Regions from separate parts of the Sus scrofa genome. Here region 1 is linked to region 2. The links are chromatin contacts, called in public Hi-C maps. All regions are on one chromosome and are shown on one strand. Each heading gives the region's core, a stretch centred on a gene start, on an enhancer-like site or on the middle of the called end of the contact. The rest is flanking DNA. Distances are from core to core; before and after follow the strand shown. Region 1 overlaps ARID5B (AT-rich interactive domain-containing protein 5B). Region 2 has its middle 100 kb from the start of ARID5B.

Evidence for each region. A called contact is a pair of places that touch in the nucleus more often than the background predicts.
Region 1: a contact with region 2 is called in a Hi-C map of liver, with 5 times the contacts expected there. The contact joins two enhancer-like sites. A contact is called at or near these places in 1 of 47 Hi-C or Micro-C datasets (liver) and 1 of 2 datasets of contacts at active chromatin or transcription factors (alveolar macrophages).

What each region holds. Positions count from the first base shown.
Region 1 is chr14:65,552,505-65,555,512 of Sscrofa11.1, forward strand. It overlaps ARID5B (AT-rich interactive domain-containing protein 5B), which reads left to right. Exons shown (of 10, transcript XM_021072755.1): 5 at 1,116-1,228. Among named protein-coding and RNA genes, the nearest start is that of ARID5B, 150 kb to the left of the region's middle. Within about 2 kb of position 1,562, at least 21 of the 83 cell types and tissues checked have an H3K27ac peak or open chromatin away from gene starts, as enhancers often do. A contact at or near this core is called in alveolar macrophages and liver, where this site is marked.
Region 2 is chr14:65,303,946-65,306,812 of Sscrofa11.1, forward strand. No RefSeq gene overlaps it. Among named protein-coding and RNA genes, the nearest start is that of ARID5B, 100 kb to the right of the region's middle. Within about 2 kb of position 1,251, at least 12 of the 83 cell types and tissues checked have an H3K27ac peak or open chromatin away from gene starts, as enhancers often do. A contact at or near this core is called in alveolar macrophages and liver, where this site is marked.

The sequences.
Region 1 (3,008 bases), core at 312-2,811, 250 kb after region 2:
TTCCTGGGCTGTGTCAACAGCTAAACTGTTATCCGCAGTAGGAAATCAAATTAGTGGGATTAATTGCGTTTGTAAGTTGAGTACAATGTAAAATGTCCTAAAACCACTGGTTAACCGGTGGTTATAAGTAACAGCAACAATTAAGAGGGTTCGAGTTGTTCGGATTTTCCATGGTCATAATCATACCTTAAAGTAATAAAAAGTGGGGGTACTTTAAAAAGTCCTAAAGAAATTGCTTGGGGTATAATTCATTAATTTGGAATTCTTCAAGGGCTAGTCAGTTGGTTTGTTTGCATTTTGTTTGACTTGGATGATGGGTGAAATTGAATGTAGCACTCAATAAACAGCAGCCTTTCCCCCGCAACTCCTTTCTGTAAGGCTCTTAAAGGGATTCAAGCTCAGTATCCAAGATAAAATTAACTTTGCTTTGGGTCTTGTCTGTGGCTTTTAAAAAGTTATAATCTCCACGGAATCAAGCTAACTCCTGTTGTGTGATCTTTGGAATTTATTTTAAATAACCCCCAAGATCTTCCTTAAAACTATATAGATATTGAAAATGAGAAGAGAGCATGCTGATTTACATGTACCTGCCAGATTCACAGAGATTTGAAACATGCTGGTCACGACGTTATTAGTAAATGCATGTAATATTTTTCAAATTGTTATTGTGAATTCCTCTCTCTCATAATTTGAGAAAACGCTCACGTCTCCACTTTCCAAGAGAGATGTTTTCAAACGTTACATTACTTTGATACCATAATGGGCTGGCATTATCATTTAGGTTTCTAAAAAGAAGATACAAAACAAAAAGCAAAGAAGGAGCCTGGCTAAGGGCTGTCTTTTCTAACACTGGGGAAGTGCGTTTTCCTTATCAACATCCTTTAAAACTAAGGGCTTCGTTATATTTATGTCAATTAGACATGTTCAAGTGTCATAGCTTGGCTTTGGGAAACATGGACAGAAGTGTAGTGTCCATCGAGATCTTGGGGGAGGGAGGCTACCCCAGATGTGGACATGTCTCTGAACAATTAAAGGGCGCCACTGTAGTAAGATTCTTGGTTTGTAGTGAGGAAGCTAATGAGAATGTCTCTCAATTGTTCTCCATTTGTTTCCAGCGCCAAATCTTAAAGGCAGACCACGCAAAAAGAAACCATGCCCGCAGAGGAGAGATTCATTCAGTGGCAGCAAAGATTCCAACAACAATTCTGATGGCAAAGCCGTTGCCAAGGTACGGTCATTCAGCTCCATGGTATTCGTTTTGGCTGCATCGTTTTTATTTTTCCCTTTTCTCTTTATCTCTCTGCTCCTGTGTCTTGGTGGCAGTTTTCAATTTAGAATCTGACTCTGGTATTTGCAGCTCTCTGCTGGGTCTGCTCCCTCTGCCACCTCCCCCACCCCCACCCCCGCCCCCCAGGGGTGGGGGAGGTGGCAGGGGGAGGGGCAGTGTGGGCATTCTGATTAGTCAACAGAAAGACTTCCCACCTCCCAGTTTGGCCTGTTGAGTAAAGGATAGATGATTAAGCGCCCACGTCATTGAGGCTGAGATTTCATAGTAGGTGACACAATGACATAGTTTACCCAGCTTGGATCAAAAATAGACCAGCTGAACCATCCTCTTTCTGAATGCATTCATCTAAATATGTTTCAGAGATTAACAGAGGACGAAATTAGAAGGGGCCAGAATTAATCTTCTAAGTTTTTTTTTTTTTTTTTTTTCAAAATCACCTCTCATTTACCTTAGAATAAAATTAAAGATCTAGAACACAATACTTAACATGTCTACCTATACTCATATATACATTTATTTGGTTTTAAAGATGATTCTTAATGCAGAGTGAAAGTCCAAATGCTAAGACTCTTTTTTCAGGACTCGGGGCTATTTTGCCTAAGCATTCTTTGGAATCTTGGAAGTCCATGCCTGAAGTATTTAGCACCATGAGGGGTGAAGTGTCACTTCATATTTTTAGGCTTATCTTTTTAAATTTTGTGGGCTTGGATCGTATTTCCATGGTTCCGTTTAAGGGGTGTTTGTGTTGAGGTGTTGTTTCTGTGCCAAAGACAGCAGTAGCCCTTTTAGGACCTGAACTGAAGCCCGGATTTCAACTGACACCACGTTTCCAGATCCAAGAACTAAACTTATGAAAATGGGAGCATTATCGGTGAATTTGCAAGATGCGGATGTAGAAAAGCACCAATTCAGTTCTGTGTCGACAGTCTGCCACGTCCTCCCAGAGTAAAGAAGCAAATCCCAGACTACCTTTCTTACCTTCAAGAATGATTGTTTCACAAGGAAGTTCTGAGCGCTTTCTGGTTAAAACTTCTTGTGCTTCCAAGATTGCAAGGGGTAAAAAGAGATCAACCAGTAGCCATGTATGTTTACTGGTTAAAAACAAATCTGTTTTTCTCTAAAGTTATTTTTGTTTTGTCCCTTTAATCTTCTGCGAGTGAGTCTGTGTGGACACCAAGAATGACATTTTCTAGGAACCTGGACATCTTGGCCCTAGAACTACCTGTCTAGGGCTTTGGCTTCTGTGGTCTTGAAGGATGTCAGCTGGAACCGTTTATTCCCTATGCCATGGCTTGCAGGATACTACAGAATGGAGCGAGATGGTTTCAGGATTGGAGCCTTCAGCAGAGCTTGTACTGACAATGTCTTGTGTTGGCGCCCTGCCCCATACCTCTCAGGTGACTTCATCTGTTTTTCCCAGCATGTTCTGTACCTGAGCCCAGCAGGATGAAGCTCCTTTTTGTGTCATCTGGAGTCACCATCAAAGTATGCCCTGGGAGTTTTACAAAATTCAGACAACTGATCAATAAGCACAGCACCTCTAACCTCCCTCTCTGTGGAAGGCCATTTAGATCTCATACAAGGACCCACAAAACTGAAGACAACTGGACTCTGTCCTGTATCTGCTGTTTCTGGATGTTTTCTTCATAGGAGGGACAGTAGCCAAGCCTGGGTTTTCTAAAAGATCCTTTCTACCCCGTCTGCACCAGCGCTGCCATTC
Region 2 (2,867 bases), core at 1-2,500:
TTCCACAGGCTCAGGAGTCTTGCATCACTTTGAGATCACAGGGTACCCTCCCAGACCTCACTGTATTCATCCTCCTTCACTTTAGCCCAAGAGACCAACAGGTAGGACAGTGACATGTGGACAACTGTGTAAAATTATCACCATTCCTGGAGAAGAATCCCAGGCACCTGCTCAGCTCAAGTAAGATGCTGGGCACATCCAGTGAGCCTATTGTAGGACACTGGTCCTGGAAAAATAAGCCAAAGACATACTTGCTTACTTGGTTCCTGATTAACCACCTAGGACAAGTCACATGGATGCAAAACATATATGAAGTGAAAGCATAAAGCAAAGCCACAAAGCTACAAAAAGCACCAGTGTCAGTCATAAAAATACCGCAGTGTTCTATTTTTCACTGAATTAGTCAGAACTCTCTCAGGTGTTCATGACTGACCAAAATGCAGCTCAAACAAATTGCAACCAAAGAGGAAATTTATAGTTACCAAATTTAGAAATTTGAGAGATCAGAGTCTGCTGAATCCAGGTGTTCAGTCATGTTGTCATCATGCCTTTCCCTCTGTCACCATCTCTTGGCTCTGATTGTTCTGTGATAGCTTTGTTGATGTCTCCACAAGTTCCCAAAGAATCAGAAGTTCTATGCTTATTTCTGTTGCTTGCAACCTTCGAAGGAAAATGAGACTCTTTCTTAACTGAGTTACCAGCCCTGGTTAAGTCATAGCACCCAGGGGGTAGATGGTTCTTATTAGGCCAGTTCCTCATCCCAAGTTGTGAGCAGCCACATGTGACTAACACTAATCAAAATTGGGATGGGGGCAGAGTCAGAAGGTAAAGACAAAGAGAAAGGATCTTTTGCACAACAAACAAGAGATAGCCACACTACATATCAACACTTAGATGGTGTCATGAATGAACTTGGAAATCTATTAAATCCCCTGGACCCTCTTGGAGCCCTGTCTGGCATTTGTTCTTGAACTCAAGGATCCAGGACTGTACCAACCAGGAAACACAATGAGTGTCATCTATTTAACAGCTATTTACTGAGCGCCATCCCAGAGCTTGGTACTGGGGATACAGTGGCAAGCAAGAAATGCACAGTAGGGTAAGAGAGAATGTAGGGAATGATAATAACAACTGATGCTTCCCCAAGGTCCCTTAGGTGGCAGACACTATGATAAACTTATGTATCTATTTTTAAGGATGTCACAGGCACACAAAGGATGAAATCCTAGCCTGGACTTGGGCCAGGGAATGCTTCTAGAGGAAGTGAAATCGAAGCTGAAATTTGAAAAATGGGTAAGAGTTCAGCTGGTCAAAGGGTAAAGTTGGGTAGTTCAAACAAAAGAAACAGCATATGCAATGTCCCCAAATCAAAAAAAGTACTGTGTTTTAAAGAAACAGAAAGACTTACATAAAAGCAAATGGTTTGTTAATATAAATATCCCCAAGGGCAAAACTGTGGTTTACTCCGGTCACTTTGTGATCTCAAGCAGGTCACCTCTGGGTCTTTCTCACAAAGTTGTTAAAAGGATCAAATGTAATAATGAATGTGAAATACTGTGTAAATTTTAAATCCTCTGTGACCATAAGGCACGTGTAGAGAACTGAAGGAAGTGCACAGAATGGTAAAATGCTGCATGATTAAGGAAACAGGTCCCGGCTCTATGTAAGCGCACCTCTCAAGAAAAACAGGCTTTAGCTTTATGGTGCCCGTTTAGCCACTGAGTCCTCCTTTTAGTTCTTGAGAGGTTTAAACGAAAAGTTTTCAGACCTGGAAATTCACCAGGAGGGAGTGGGCATGGGGAAGAGTGGGCTCTCTGGGAAAATAATGGACGTGATCAAGGAATGTGGGTACAAGTCCTCTTTGTAAGAGCATCCTTGGCAGGATGAAGGGATCCAGGGACTTTAACAGAAAAGGAAGAAAAAGTTCATTTGTTCTAAGAGTACAATCAACAAAACAGATGAAGATACCTACAAAGAGAAGACAGGGTGTGAAATGAACATGGAAGGTTACAACTTATAGATTTAGGAGAAGAAGTAGAGGAAATAGTTTGGGGGGGAGTGGGAGACTCGAACTCTTAAAAACGCCAACATAAGATCTGTTTAAATTGTAACCCAGGCCAGAGCGTCATGAATAATCAGTTTGTCTTGGAGAATTCTGGAATTATAAACAAAAGGATACAAAGCATTGTCCAAGGTAAATATTGACATGACTGAAGAGGAACTAGAGAAACTTTTAACGACGCCAACAGTACTGCATCTGGGGAAGATGTTTCACATTCTTATAACAAATACTCGGTACAAGGAGTTGAAGGACGATGGGTAAGAATTTATTGTCCAGTAGGTTGAAAAATTGAGTTAGAACAAAAGCTTTTTCAAATTGAGAACAGTGATACTATAAAAACACAAATATTAATTCTTAAGACCATGTTATTTCTTAAAATAAAGCCAGTTCTCCCTGCCAAGCAACGATTTGCCCACAAAAATGAGAGGATTAGTGCTCTTATCCTGAAGCATCCATTCAATTTACACTGAGGCAGATGCGTGGAGTTTCTTCCCCAGCTCCAGGGGAGGGCGGTCTGGGAAGTCCCTCCAAGCCAGCTGGGCCACCACCAGGCCAAGGCCCTCCCACCCCTGCAATGACAAATCGTGTTGGCTGAGATGCACCCCTGTGGAGGAGAACGAAGGAAGGAGCTCACTAATTCCTCCAGGTTCCTACCTCGCTTCCTTTGAGAAGGTGTGCAGGTGGGGTGACCTGCAACTGAGAATAAACAGGAGCCCATTGCTGCTGCTTCATGGGAGCGAGTGAAGGATCTTGTCAGCAGAACAGCACCATGGCAACCAGTTCTTCAAAGCATTTTTTAAAAATT